2 separate regions of the Pan troglodytes genome follow, and region 2 is linked to region 1. Evidence: chromatin contacts called from public Hi-C data. All regions are on one chromosome and are shown on one strand. Each heading gives the region's core, a stretch centred on a gene start, on an enhancer-like site or on the middle of the called end of the contact. The rest is flanking DNA. Distances are from core to core; before and after follow the strand shown.

Region 1 (7,316 bases), core at 2,209-4,708:
TCGATGCTCCCACTTGAAAGAGACATAGACCTCAGCCACCTCCTCTCTGAGGCAATTTACTCAGCTTCTCCAATCACACAGTTCTTTAACGGGGCAGAAATTGTTGGGTTGTTTTTAATCAAGTTTGGAAGCTGGATCTCTTTCCCCTGATGACTGTGCCCAGGGGTGGATCCGGCTGAATGTCTGGCGCTGCGGGCAGCGGGCTCGGCCACCCGTTTTTCAGACACAACACCAGAGAATGGCACTGAAATAATCGCGTGTAGCAGAAATGTTTAAAAACATTAACCTCTCTTATTTTCTATACTTGTGAATTAAAAGGCAAAAGAAGCTGAAAGGAAATCTGAAATGATACTCATTTACCTACTGAAGGCAGACCAAGAAACTGTAAAGATGCTTGATGCTTTGAAAATGTACTCTGTAAAATCTTTCAAATTAGATGCTGCTTAAGATCAATGGCAGTAAAAATATTTTTATGATTTGATTGGTTAAAACATTTTTAGATATTAGTGATGATAAATTAACAGATCAGAAGTTTCTTTCTAGGAACAATTTGGGAGGGATATAGAAAGTAATCTAGTAATCTAATAATACTCTTCCTATTGTTTAAAGGGAGACAAATTATAGTACATACTATGTGGACTTTTTTAAACTTTAGATCAATAAAAATATTTGGCTTTCATATACTACTGAAAATTCTTTGCGAAAGTGGAGAATCAAGGATTTTAAAGACCAAGAACAAAACAAAGAATCAGATTACAGTCTTCCTCTAAAATACACTTCTTCCTTTGCTGGGTTTTCAAATGATATCATTGGTGATTCTTTGTTTATTTGAACAATCTCTTGAAATTAAAATGGATTGAATATTTCCCTCTAGGTAGTTCAACTTCAGACACACAAATATTTCTAAAAGTTCTAAATGTAAATCAAAGACTTTATAAAGCTTCAGCAACAACATTTCATATCATGGCAAAACCAATTTTATTGTGACATTCCTCTCATATCTGGCAGATTATCAGACACATCAAAAATTCTCACCTTGAAAATGCACTCTTCCAAAAATCATATACATTTGAGAAACTAATTTTTATAATGTGTAATTTGTGGTTTATTATCTCATTTCTGTTTTTAAATCCAAGTGAATTAATTTAAAAAGTAAATTTGGATTAGAGGGGAGACATTAGTGAAAAGTCTTATGTATTAATCAAATTCTTCTCAACTACCTCCAGTATGCACACGCATCATTCACACACACCCTTCTTGAGAAGAAAAAAAATGTTCCAGCTGAAGAGAACAGTTATATCAGCCATTTGGCTTCAAATGCCTTATACAAAAGTTTAAAATAGCTATTTTGTAATATGGCAAAACTATCGTTTAATGTTTCAGGGTAACATTTTTCTAAATCTTCATGTGATAATTTACTTATTCAAAAATGTAACAAATGATTGACTTTATTGGGCAAAATATTGCTCTACATATTTGTTAAAGTAGATATCTCACATAGGGTGCCATTGTAACTTATGTAAGTCTCTTTTCTGTACAATTGTGTTCACTTGTAGGTAATCTACTATTCTCTTGTGCCTCCAACATTGTTGCACTTGAAAGTTGAATGTTGAGGACTCAAGGTTGGAAACCAAGTCGAGTGCCTTGTGTGGAAGCAAAAGATGTTTTCCTCTGACAGATGCTACTTTGGGTGTCTTTTCTGCTAAGCAGATCTCCGCGTTAAATTAGCCTAATCATTTGCCTCTCTGTTTTTTCTAAAGGTCTGTGGTCCAAGTGGCAGTCATTCCTGCAATAGACGATAGGTTCTGTTCGGTAGCGGGAATGTCCTGTTTCTTTGCTTTAAGTTTCACTTTGTGATTAAAATGCAATAAAATAAGTCTGGAAAATCATTTTTAAGAGAGCACTTTCAAGAAGCACTTCCTTTCCTAGTGCCAGACAACGGTGCTCCCCAACCTCTTGGCTGGAACGCTTGCTTTCGATTTGTTTGTTTCGCGCATTTCCCTAAAGAGCCGGGCTCTTTGCGCTGTTTTAATTCTGCTTTAAAAATGCATCGCTTCTGCCCTGAATCCTTCTCTGAAACAAATTCCTATCGAAAGTGTATCAGATTCGTTCCAAATATGGGATATGGATCAATATTCCCATGCTACAAATATTTTTTAAATTGTTTTTGTCGTAGGAGTTCACACTTTTGCAATATATTTTTAATTGAAGTAGGGTTGCCTGTTATTTCTCATGATACACAAAAAAGTAGCAATTACCGTCTGCTTAGTCCTTCCTTTATTATTATTTTTAGCCCGTGTATCATTACCTAACTGGTATGTGTTCTTCTGCCCAGCTCCTGATGATCTAGTTGAATTCTAGACATTGTGCCAAGACGTGTATTTGAAGCAGATAAGTACGTATAATACAAATGCGTTTTGTTAGACCTGATGGATGCTATTTTTCTTTTAATAGGTTTGTAGCAAACTAACACAATAACACAATGTATTCCTTTTCAAGGTACATTGTTGAAACAGGTCTATTAAGAGCGCGTTGAGCTATTTCTCGCTTCCATTGAACAGTCTGTTGCTCAAACACAACAGCCAACAAACGCCAGCTGCCTCAACAAAAGTAGAAACCTAACCCTTTTATGTAATGTTTTAACAGAAAGGGTAGCTCTGTTTAATTAAAAACATTGATGATTCAGTGAAACAATAGAAACTCAAGTTCAAGTGGTGCTCTATTGATTTAAGATGATTTTTTACTAGCAATGGGTATAATTCATTTTTTTTCCCAGTTCTCTCTTGTGTAAAGGGGTTCCTTCTGGGGGCATTATTTGGGTGAATAGGAAAAGACAGAGATGGCTATTGCCTTAGAAACCTGATTAACGTATGTTGCTTTGAGGGTAAGGTGTTTAATTTATAAGTGCACCCCATATTTTTTGTCAGTTTATTCGCGGTGGGGAAGCTTTGAAAGTAGCTCCTCTCAGCAGGTTAAAAAGTGAAGTCTGCGTCGTGGCATTTAAATGTCTTTGTTATTGTGTCAGGCAAGTTGTTGAAAACTGCATGCCCGGAATATTAAGGTTGGGCTGCTAGAGGAGGCAAGTTGTGTGTGTGTGTGTGCGTGCGCGCACGCGCGCCCCTGGGCGCAGGGCTGTGTGTGCGAGGACAATTATTTTCATCAGCTGCTTGCTAGCCCGCGCCCGACTGCTCCTCTTTGCAGAACCGACGGGCTTTCAACTCTGGAAGTGAAGCAGGACGAATTCCTCCATGGAGACTCCCTCCTTGGGAACGTCGAACTCTCTCTGCCTTGGGGAGTGGGGCTCGATAAAGGGTACCTAGGTCGCACCCTGGCAGGGGAGCACTCGAGGGCCCGGGTTTCGCCATCCTGAGACCCCCGCGCGGATGGCCCAGGAGGGGCGCGGCGGCCCTGAGTCAAGGTGGGCGGGGGCAGGTGCTTCCCTCCACCGCGTTGTCCTACGCCGGCGCGGTCCCCACCGCCCGACCTAGCCCGGCGCCGGCCGAGCACGGCGGCCGCGCTTCGCACTCCTTCCTCTCACCGGGTCCGCAGGCCCGGCTTCACGATTCCCGGGCCCTCGGGCATGTGAGGGACTTGAGTGAATGCAGCTCCCTCAACTCACTCCCGCAAAACCACAGCCAAGAGGGCCTTAAGTCAGAGAACCCGGCCTAGGAGCCGCCCCTAGAGCCTCGGCGCGGGCCCCTTCCCCTTCCCCACATCGGTCGGCCGAGGGAGCCTAGAGCCGGTGGGAGACGGGCAGCGGCCTCTCCTGATCCTTTCCTGCGGTCATACAAGTTCCTAGGGTGGGCCGAGGACAGAGCGCCTCAGGCATCGTCGACTTCCCACGGCTGCGGCCCAGGCCCAGCCTGCGGCCTTGGAGCCATTCGCTCCAAGCCCCGACAGGCCGCGACCGCCTCGAGGGCCGCACTTCCGCCTGCTACCGACTTTCCGCGCACCCAGGGGTCAAAAGGCACGGCCCGCCTCGACCCACTTCCGGGGTCCGGCCTCCCCAGGTCCGGCTGGCCCCCACCCAGCCCAGGGCCCCTGTGGGTCCCGGAAGCCGGAGGACCGCTGAGACCGAGGCCTGGAGTCCGTCGCCCTCCGGGCCCACCTTGGCGGATGACAGTCGGGGAGGCCGAGGCCAGAAAGGGACCCGCGGGGGAAACGTCCACAGGGGCCCCTTAGGCCTACAGTGAATTATTTAAGCTGTTCCTGGTGTTTAAAGAGGTTTTTCAGTTTTTAAAGAATGTTGTAAAAATATATCAGCCCTTGTTAACTCCCTCATTACATGCTTTTTTTCCCTCAGCTGAACAAGCCCTATTTCCTGAGTCGCAGGAGCAATGTAAGTGTTTAAACGTGTGTCAAGTGTCTTATAAATAATACAAATTCATACAGAAGAGGAGGAGATTTAACTGATACCTGAAGGACTTGGCACAGCCACATTTGCTGTGCGGTTGTTTTTGGACAGGGACGTGTGGTCGGGAAACTGCCCTGACAGCGCCTGGTGGGGCTCTGTCCTCAGCTCAGCCCCGTGAGTCTGTCCCCACCCCTGTCTAGGAAAGCCCAGGAGGAGTTTGACCAGTTCGTGAGAGACGGTCCAGTGGTCTGCAGTTTCTATACTAGAGCGTCTATACTCAACTCAGTATTTTGGAGTTCCTTTTCTTATTTTTTATTTTTATTTTTTGAGACGGAGGTCTCACTCTGTCGCCCAGACTGGAGTGTATATAGTGGCTCAATCTCGGCTCACTGCAACCTCTGCCTCCCTGGTTTAAATGATTCTCCTGCCTCAGCCTCCCGAGTTGTTGGAACTACAGGCACCCGACACCACACCTGGCTAACTTTTGTATTTTTAGAAGAGAGACAGTTTCACCATGTTGGCCAGGCTGGTCTAGAACTCCTGACCTCAGGTGATCCACCCGCCTCAGCCTCCCAAAATGCTGGGATTACTGGCATGAGCCACCGTGCCCAGCCCTGGAGTTGTTTTTCTGTCTTTTCCTTTCAGCCTCCTATCCTTTCTCCATTTTTCCTTTCTGGTCTTTCTCCCTCAAAGTGTCTGCTGCTGTGACATTGCTATGACATCCCTCCCTCCTTGTTAGAATGAGGGTTAGTGCTGCTTCTGGCAAAAAAAGACAGTAAGAGGGTTGAGGTCTGGGCTTTAATTTGAGATCTGGGCCACAAAACCATTTGTATTCATTCTCGTCCCTAAAAAGCTAAAATAATAATAAGGAGGTTTGGCCATACATGGCTCACGCCTGTAATCCCAGGACTTTGGGAGGCCGAGGCAAGCGGATTGCCTAAAGTTGGGAGTTCGAGACCAGCCTGAGCAACATGGAGAAACTCCGTCCCTAACTAAAAATACGAAATTAGCCGGGCCTGGTGGTGCATGCCTGTAATCCCAGCTACTCCGGAGGCTGAGTCAGGAAAATCACTTGAACCTGGAAGGTGGAGGTTGCAGTGAGCCGAGATTGCACCATTGCACTCCAGCCTGGGCAACAAGAGCGAAACTCTGTCTCAAAAATAAGAAGAAGAGGAAGGAGGATGTTTTCTTCTGAGGAAGGTAAGTACAAAGTATTATTTTATAGTAAAATGGTGTATACTGTGTGGAAATTAGATTAAACTTCAGCAGTACTCCCCTGCTTTAGTTCATTGGATGATATTTTTCATATTGGTTGTCATTCTGAGAAAGATTTCTCTGGACATTCTATTTCTAGCTGTTTTAAAATGTCTAAACTAGAGGGAAATGTAGGAGTTTTCAATTATTAAAATAACCAAATGCTTTTATAAAGTCAGAACTATCTTGATTTTAAAACATCATGCTCATAGTATAATTATCGTCAGTGTAGTAACAAAAATTGACTGGATTGTGGACTTAAGGAACAGGTTACAAATTCACTTCCTAAGTGGTATTCCCCCAGCAATTTTTCTTTTTTCTTTTTTAATTTATTTATTTTGAGATGGAGTCTCACTCCGTCCCTAAGCTGGAGTACAGTGGCACAGTCTCGACTCACTGAAACCTGTGACTCCCTCATTCAAGGAATTCTCCTGCCTCAGCCTCTCAAGTAGCTGGGATTACAAGCACGAGCCACCACGCCCAGCTAACTTTTGTATTTTTAATAGAGACGGGTTTTCACCATATTGGCCAGAATGGTCTCAATCTCCTGACCTCATCTTCTGCCTGCCTCGGCCTCCCAAAGTGCTGGGATTACAGGCGTGAGCCACCGCGCCCGGCCACAACATTCTTAATGTAAGGGTTTGAAGCCTCTCTCAATCCTTGACCAACTGTTAAATTAGGCCTGATTGTTTTGCTGTATGCATTAGCGATGCTCTTGCCCTATTTCTTAAAATGATACCCCAGCCTTTAGTAAAACCCCATCTGGATATTTCTAAGGTGTTCAAGAGATGTCTTAGGTATTTTTTTTTCTTTTTTGAGTTGGAGCCTCACTCTCTTGCCCAGGCTAGAGTGCAGTGGCGTGATCTTAGCTCACTGCAACCTCCATCTCCCGGGGTCATGCAGTTTCCAGCTAATTTTTGTATTTTTAGTAGAGACGGGGTTTCACCATGTTGGCCAGGCTGGTCGCAAACTCCTGGCCTCGACTGAGCCCTGCCTCAGCCTCCCAAAGTGCTGGTATTGCAGACGTGAACTACTGCGCCTGGCCATCTCAGGTATTTTCAGTAGCAAGTCTGTTAGACTACTAGACTTAGTATATAATAGTATATTGCATTTTAAACCTCTTCTTGGCCCAGGCACGGTGGCTCACGCCTGTGATCCTAGCACTTTGGGAGGCTGAGGTGGGTAGATTACCTGAGGTCAGGAGTTCAGGACCAGCCTGACCAACGTGGTGAAACCCCATCTCTACTAAAAATACAAAATTAGCCGAGCATGGTGGCACATGCCTGTAATCTCAGCTACTTGGGAGGCTGAGGCAGGAGAATTGCTTGAACCCAGGAGGCGGAGGTTGCAGTGAGCCGAGATCGCGCCATTGCACTCCAGCCTGGGCAAACAAGAGTGAAACTCTCTCAACAACAACAACAACAACAAAAACCTAAACCTCTTCTCCAACTATTTACCTTCTTCTGGTGATTTTGCCACACCCTGTGTTTGCATGCACTGTTGTTGTTGGTTTTTTTTCTTTTTTCTTTTCTGGAGATAGATTCTCACTCTGTCACCCAGGTTGGAGTGCAGTGGCGCGATCTCAACTCACTGCAACCTCCGCCTCCCAGGCTCCAGCAATTCTCTTGCCTCAGCCTCCCTAGTAGCTGGGATTACAGGTGCATGCCACCACACCCGGCCTATTTTTGTATTTTAGTAGAGACGGGGT
Region 2 (7,085 bases), core at 3,628-6,127, 520 kb after region 1:
TCGAGCACTTGCTAGGTGCGCTGCAGATCTTCGTAAATTTAATCCTCAAAACAGTTACTCAAGACCTGTATTAGCTTGATTTTAGAGTTGACATCTGTCTGAGAAGGAGGTAACTTGGTCAGAAGGTGCCATCTCGTTGGGATGTCACAGTCGGGCCGGTTGGCTTCAGAGACTTGGGCTTTCATGCTCTGCTGCTGCCAGGACGGGGGCCACATCGCCCTGTCTCCCAATTTCTCCCATGGCTCTCCAGGCCTTGGCCACCTTCAGCATCGTGTGTTCTGTACACAGCACAGCATGAGGGTGCCAGCAGTCCTCCTCGGCTCAGCGTCTAGGATGTGTCAGAACTGTAAACCCCGAGATTCTTAGGCAACCCCCCTACCAGCGCTCATTTCTGCTACTTCAGACCAGAACCCTTCACGGGCGGGGGTGGCGGGGGTTTCAGTTGCTTTCTGCTTCAGTTTTCTTGGCCGACTGACGGTCTACCTCGCAGTATCATAGTCATCTTTACTTTCGTTTACTCTGCCTTTCTGTATTTTAGTTTCTGAATTTCTGTCCCATAAAGCCAGCATTTAGGCATTTTGAATTTTGAGTTTCTTCAGTGAATTCATAATAGTAAAAATATTTAAGAAAACCTGTAAAGGCAAGATTGTTGTTGAAGCCCCTCCCATTAGAACACTTCCCAGGTGCTCCAACCTGGGGGGAACTGAGGACTTACATGGGAAGTCTGAGCTCCCCATCTTTTTTCCCCAAAGATCATTCATTCTGACGGCATGACTTCAACTTGATATGAGCAAAGAACATTTCAGATGGGAGGAGAAAAAGGAAGAGGGTTGGGCACCGTCGTGAAATGGTACACTTCCTCACCGCGGTGCTTATCTACATAATTGTGTTTTTATAACATTTCCTTTACTTTTCTGTAAGCTGATGCTGCCCTAATTATAGATTTTTAAGAGAACACTTCATTGTACCCCAAATTATACAGTGCTTTAAAAAGGTACTTTCTTACCGGTTTACCAAATACCTTATAAACTCGTAATTACATAAAACAATTCGAGATACAGAATAGAAACAGCCTGTACTGTTAACAGGTTTTGGTATTGTTATATAATTGAGTACATGGCTTTCAAAGATCTATAATATTTTTCTTGAGTAAAAAGAAAAAAATGACTCATTATAGTCGTAATGTGTCACGGAGACTCCTGATCAAACAGAATGCACATGTTCTATTTTGTGCATTCTGTACAGTTCATTGTAAATGGACTTGCCTTTGTGGAAGTGAAAGTGCCACTTATTCCAGCAAATTGCCTTTGTGGCATATTTTAGACAGCTTGGGGGCACTTGGGCCAGGCAGAGGCTGGGCCCCCTTTATCATGGGCACACCTGCACACATGGCACTATGGCGCCACGCTCCAGGGAGGCTGCTGTCATTAACAGACTTGCTCCTTGGGAAACCCACTGAGGACTTCTCAGTGCCCTCCTGCCCATCAGAGACCGCCTCGGAATTCTTAGAAGACTAGGAATGGGGCAGCTTCCTAGACGCTAGCTCTTTTCCCGCCACATCAGTTTTAGGCCTCTCTTATGATACGAGTGATTCAGATTACAAGGTAACCTCAGTGCAACACAAGGGAAGAAATAAATCCTCTCTGTTATTGAGTGCTGGGTCTAGTGTTTAATTTTCTTTCTTTTCTTTTCTTTTCTTTTGAGACAGAGTCTCGCACTGTGGCCTGGGCTGGAGTGCAGTGGCGCGATCTCGGCTCCCTGCAACCTCCACCTCCCAGGTTCAAGCGATTCTTCTGCCTCAGCCTCCCGAGCAGCTAGGATTACAAGCGCCCGCCACCACGCCTGGCTAATTTTTTGGATTTTTAGTAGAGATGGGGTTTCACTATGTAGGCCAGGCTGTTCTTGAACTCCTGACCTCATGATCCTCCAGCCTTGGCCTCCCAAAGTGCTGGGATTATAGGTGTGAGCCACCGCACCCAGCCTAGTGTTTAATTTTCAATTTAATTTTTGGCACTATTTTTTTTTAAGTTGCTCATCTTAGGACAGTATAACTGGAATGAGCCTTGTGTTTCCAGTTACAAAAACAAGACAGAACAAAGGATGAGGCTAGATTTTTGTATTATTGACAACCCCATATTCTTCCCTCCAGAGGAGAGATCATGTTTCGGAAGCAAGCCCGAGATACACACAGTCTTACCCATTCCTTCAGTGCTGTTGATGATTAGCCTTAAGATGGTTCTTTTCTCTAAGGAAACCCTCCCCATTTTTGCAGGATGTTTGAAAAATGAGTTGCTGAATGGGCTTCAGATATTTTTATTCTTCTGTTTTGTTGGGATTTTCTTCCCACTCCTATTTGTGTTAATTTTTCCCTCGAAAAATGAGATTGCTGCTCACTGCCGTTGAGCCTCCTTGTGGCACATTCATTGGTCCAGTAAACGACTTAACTCCAAGAACCACCTACCAGTAACACAACAAAACCTTGAGTACAGATTGATTCATAAATGGCAGCGGACGAGTGTTGAAAGTGACGCATTATGTCGCTGCAATGTATTGACATTATCAATTGTGTGTCACTAAACAGCCAGGCTAACTGGATGATTTACTTTGTGTTTAACTGCCTTTTTCAGTTGGAGCAAATGTTGAGGAACTGGGATGCAATGTCAGAAACCATATATTTTCTTCTGTTAACACGAACTTCACTGAGGCATGTTGGTTTTGGCTGCAGGCTGTAAGGCTCTAGTTTAAAAAGGTCTAAACAAGTGATTAATGACCAGGAGGCAGGGCTTTACACTGTTGCCACATCTTTTCTCCTTTCTATTTATGTTGCCTTGATGCTTGGGGTGGGGGGTTCACGCTATTTATTGTGCTGACGTTGGTTTCCATCCTGAGAGTCCTTGATGTTTCTTTGTGGATTTTGTTTGTTTTTAATATTATTTAGCATAATAACCTAAGCCGTAAACGCTTGTAGTTGCGATCCAGGTGTCCTTAGTTCAGCAGTCAGACGTATAATAAGGGCCACTCTGTACAGTGAAAGGTGACAGCTGTGGCCCCCAAAAAAGCAGCTCTGGACTTTCCCCTCCCAAGTTTCAGTCCTGGTAACTTGAACTAGACTTTCTAGTTTCTTGAAACATTGTTTTATTTTCTTGCAAGTTAGTGTGGTGTTCATATTTCACAACGCTGAAAGATACAGTGTTTCTCAAATGTGCACTTGCCAGTAGACGGATATGTTAACTGTTACCGTGACGCTGAGAACTGGAGCTGCTAACTGACCCTATGCGTTTGTTCTCTGCGTAAAATGTTGTAACAGTGCTAATTACTAAGCAGCTGAATTTGTGAGAAGGTCCACAGCACTAATCTGCGCCTCAGTGTTGCCTTGCTAGTGAGAAAACGTGAGCATGTACTCAGGACACATGGACTTGATGATGAACTTCCAGGGGCACGTTTATCTGTGGATCACGGACGGTTTGACTTGTGGGACATAACATTTGATTTCTATATGTGCGCTTTTGAGACACTCGTTTTTACCCTATTAAGAGTTGTTGAGTGCAGAACAAGACATTTTAAAAGGGAAGAGTAACATTCAGAGATTTTAAAACGGAAGCTTTTAAATTACTACTTGCTTCTGTTTATTTTTTATTTTTTGCTAGCTTTAGAAAAACAAGGAAGAATATCTCAAGTTGGAATAGTCAGATTTCAGTGTTTGGGTGATGGTGTTAAAATCGTTGTTTTAATGGTAGATGAAAATGATTCTGTTCTGTTGGATTCACATCCTGAATAAATGTTTCTACACAATTAGAGTCTATAACAGACTAAGCCAGCATAGTGGTGGTGTGGGTTTTTTGTTTTGTGTTTTGTGTTTTTTTTTTTTTTTTTTTTTTTTTGTCTAAAAGAACAACTTCAAGCCTTGGGAAAGAATTTGTTTTTGCCCTGTGGATGGGTCAGAAACATCTGCTTCAGGTATAGTTTACAAGTGTTATTTATTAACCCATGAGCCGAAAACCCAGATGAGGAGCTCTGACTATTGAAAACTACACATTCCATGTTTTTATAGATGTATATTAAGATGAATTCCACATACCTATTATTTGGATTTCTGGCAGCCGGAACTTCTACAAGGAATTTGTGTTTTTAAAAAGGAATGTAAAATTAATTTTTCTTGTATCAGAGTTTTGCTGTATATGAAGAAATCCTGCTCATGGGCAGAAAGCAAAGGTTTCAAAGGAACCTCATCTCCATATGGTTTTACTCGATAATCCTTTATCCACCATCTTCAGCTCTCATTCCTTTGCTTTCTCGCCTGTGGCTACATTTCTATCTCTGCATCAATTAGCACAGTGATTTATACAACAAGCAAGCAGTTTAGAGGTAATGGTACACAATTAACATCTCATTCCACCATAAAGGGTATGCTAAATACCCCAGTCATTGCTTTCTCTGCCTGGAATTGAAATAAGTGTTTGTCCTAATTCATATGCTATCTGATGTGAAGTGGGCCTGCTTTGTACCACACTACACCATTAATCTAATTATAGATAGCTGCAAATGAAGTGCTGTCTGAGCTGGGAGATTGAAGAAAATAGCCTTTTGTCATTTAGCATGACTCTGTGAAGCAAGATCACACTTTACAGGGCAGTACTACAAAATGGAAATCTCAATAATATTGCTGCCTGTTGCATCTTTTCTAATTACAACAACATTGTAAACACAACTGGGCGCTGATATAAATAGAGCTGTAGATATGCTGTCATGTGGGTTGTAGGAGAAAGTCCTCCGAGTGCTGTTGGATTAAATGATGCATCCTGATTGACAGCTACCTTGAGACTGCACTGATGGAGTTGTCACAGCATTATGCTAACAGGCTGCTCCAGCGACTGCAGCTGTAGGAGGCTGTGGTTGGCCCTGCGCCTTAGCTGCTGCCTGTCCATGTCCGCTCCTTTGCCTGGGCTGCACCTCCAAAGGAAGGACGGCCGTAGGCTTCAATTCTGTGTATTGTCACTGTTGTGTCTTGGAGATTTGTGGTGGTGGTGGTGTAGCTCAGATATCAGGCGATTGGGCCCTGGGCAGAAGTAGAGGGAAATTATTTTGTATGGCTCCGAACCTTGCTCTGCTTTTCCTCAAGTGATAATTGTGTACCCTACAAAGAATTTAGGAGAGTAGAACGTGGTTGAATTTCAAGTCTCATTCCACTGAACTGTTTTAATTCATATCTAGTTTTTCTCTGCTTTTCAGCCACGCCAGTGTTTTTAAAGATGCATCACTTTTGCATTTCGCGCTTTCCATCACTTTAAAAACACTGACACTATTTCCCCAGCTCTGAGTTAGGACAGTAGACCTTTAGGGGAATATTTGAGTGTTGCTCTCACTGCCACGCTGCGGAAATGAAGACAGAGCTTAATGTTGGAGACCTTTGGGGCCAGAAGGTGTAAAACCTTGACTAGGAAGAGAGCCTAATCTTTGAAGAAGTGTCTGCCTCCTTACTTAGTGAGGGGTGCATGGACAGTATTTGGCTAGTGCTTCAAGATAGCTGATGCACAGTGATTTACAGTCAAAGATAGCACCTGCCCTTGAGTTGGTATTGACTGAGATGGCCAACAGTTGAGGACATGAAAGAACATTAACAGTCAGTCAACTGTACGTGTCCTAGCTGTTACTGGAAGAATGACTTATAAATGGAAACTGGAAGTGAGCCCACTTGAAGAGGAACGGAGGTTGACAGTGGCACTGGAGGCTTTGAAATCACAGCTGAAAACGGTACAGCAAACTGCAAGCGCTCACCTTGGGAGCAGCCGCAGACCTCGGGATCATTGCAACATTTAGCGCATGGGGTCTGCAGAATTACATTACTGCTACTTCTACAGGCTGTGGAAAAAAGTGGGTGGATTTAATGCTGTAAGGAGGTGCATGTACTCTACAAATACAGAAGCCTCCAGGGTGGTATTCTGTGTATCCGTGAAAGTGGAGTGTGTCTCAAAGTGGGTCATTCTTTGCTGTCTTTGGGGTGCTGATTTCTGGGGTGCTGGGGTGCAGGCATACATGCCCAGTTGCAGGATGCTTTTCTTAATGAGGTCCAGTGATAACATCCCTCTCTCACCCAGACTGTGACTAGCCGCCGCCTCCTGCTGCAGCAACCACTCTCAGCCCCCAGGCTTTCATTAGGTCCCCGGAAGAGCTGCGTGTCAGTTTTAAAAACAATCCCACTGGTGTTTCTTGTCATTGTCCAGCTCTTGTGGCCTTCCTCCTGACCCTTTCATGTCAGCTGTGATCCCTTTTCTTTCTTTCTTTTAAACTTTTGGGAGAAATTTTCTTGTTAGACATGGTTTCACACTGTAGAGGCCATAAAATTAATTTGCTTAGAGACCCGGGCTCGGGTCACCTTTCCGTCATTGAGTCATTAGATAACACCTCATTCCCTCCCATTACTGTCGTGTGTGGGTTGAGGAGTCCCACCAGGCCAAGCCAGAGAGCAACTGTTCTGTTCTCACTTACGTGGTGAGCTGTTTTTCAAGAACATTTTTTTTCATTTGGCTGTGTGGTCTGGAGAACACCTTCCTAAGCCAGCGGAGTGAAGTTCCACGCACTGACCAGCCCCGAGCTCACTGGAGCGAGTCATCTTCCGGCTCCATGGCAGCCCAGCCCCACCCACAGGCAGCTGCCTGTCACCCACGCTGGCATGTTCCCTCATCCTACCCAGGCAGCGGGAAAACCTGGCTGCTTCTGGGATCCTACTACTCTGTCCTGTCCACAAGCCTTCAGAGTCTTGGATTCCTACCCTCAAACATCAACTTTGTGATTTATCTTCTTGAAAACAACCACAAAAACTTAAAATCAAAACTCTCTAAGGGAGTTTCGCACAACCCTTGAGGAATAGTTAAATGCCCACGGTGAAACCGAGCTTGTACCCCACGGTCCAGGTAGGGGCACATTCCTGAAGTCTCACAAAGCATTGGCTCTCTGTGCCCCCAAAGAATCCAGAGATGCTAGTAAATAGCAGTTTTGATCAGAAGCTTGGAAGGCCCTGGTGTACATTCTTAAATGACTTCTTTTCTGGGGCATCAAAAAGCTTTTACGGTTCTCACCAGGCAGTT

The links. A called contact is a pair of places that touch in the nucleus more often than the background predicts.
Region 2: a Hi-C map of induced pluripotent stem cells shows a contact between it and region 1, with 3 times the contacts expected there. The contact joins two enhancer-like sites. A contact is called at or near these places in 3 of 7 Hi-C or Micro-C datasets (induced pluripotent stem cells and stem cell-derived neural progenitor cells) and 1 of 1 other capture datasets (stem cell-derived neural stem cells).

The regions. Positions count from the first base shown.
Region 1 is chr14:105,601,128-105,608,443 of NHGRI_mPanTro3-v2.0_pri, forward strand. No RefSeq gene overlaps it. Among named protein-coding and RNA genes, the nearest start is that of ZIC2, 16 kb to the left of the region's middle. Within about 2 kb of position 3,459, at least 5 of the 24 cell types and tissues checked have an H3K27ac peak or open chromatin away from gene starts, as enhancers often do. A contact at or near this core is called in induced pluripotent stem cells, where this site is marked.
Region 2 is chr14:106,118,679-106,125,763 of NHGRI_mPanTro3-v2.0_pri, forward strand. The region is part of intron 21 of PCCA (propionyl-CoA carboxylase subunit alpha); the gene reads left to right. Among named protein-coding and RNA genes, the nearest start is that of GGACT, 78 kb to the right of the region's middle. Within about 2 kb of position 4,878, at least 9 of the 24 cell types and tissues checked have an H3K27ac peak or open chromatin away from gene starts, as enhancers often do. A contact at or near this core is called in induced pluripotent stem cells, where this site is marked.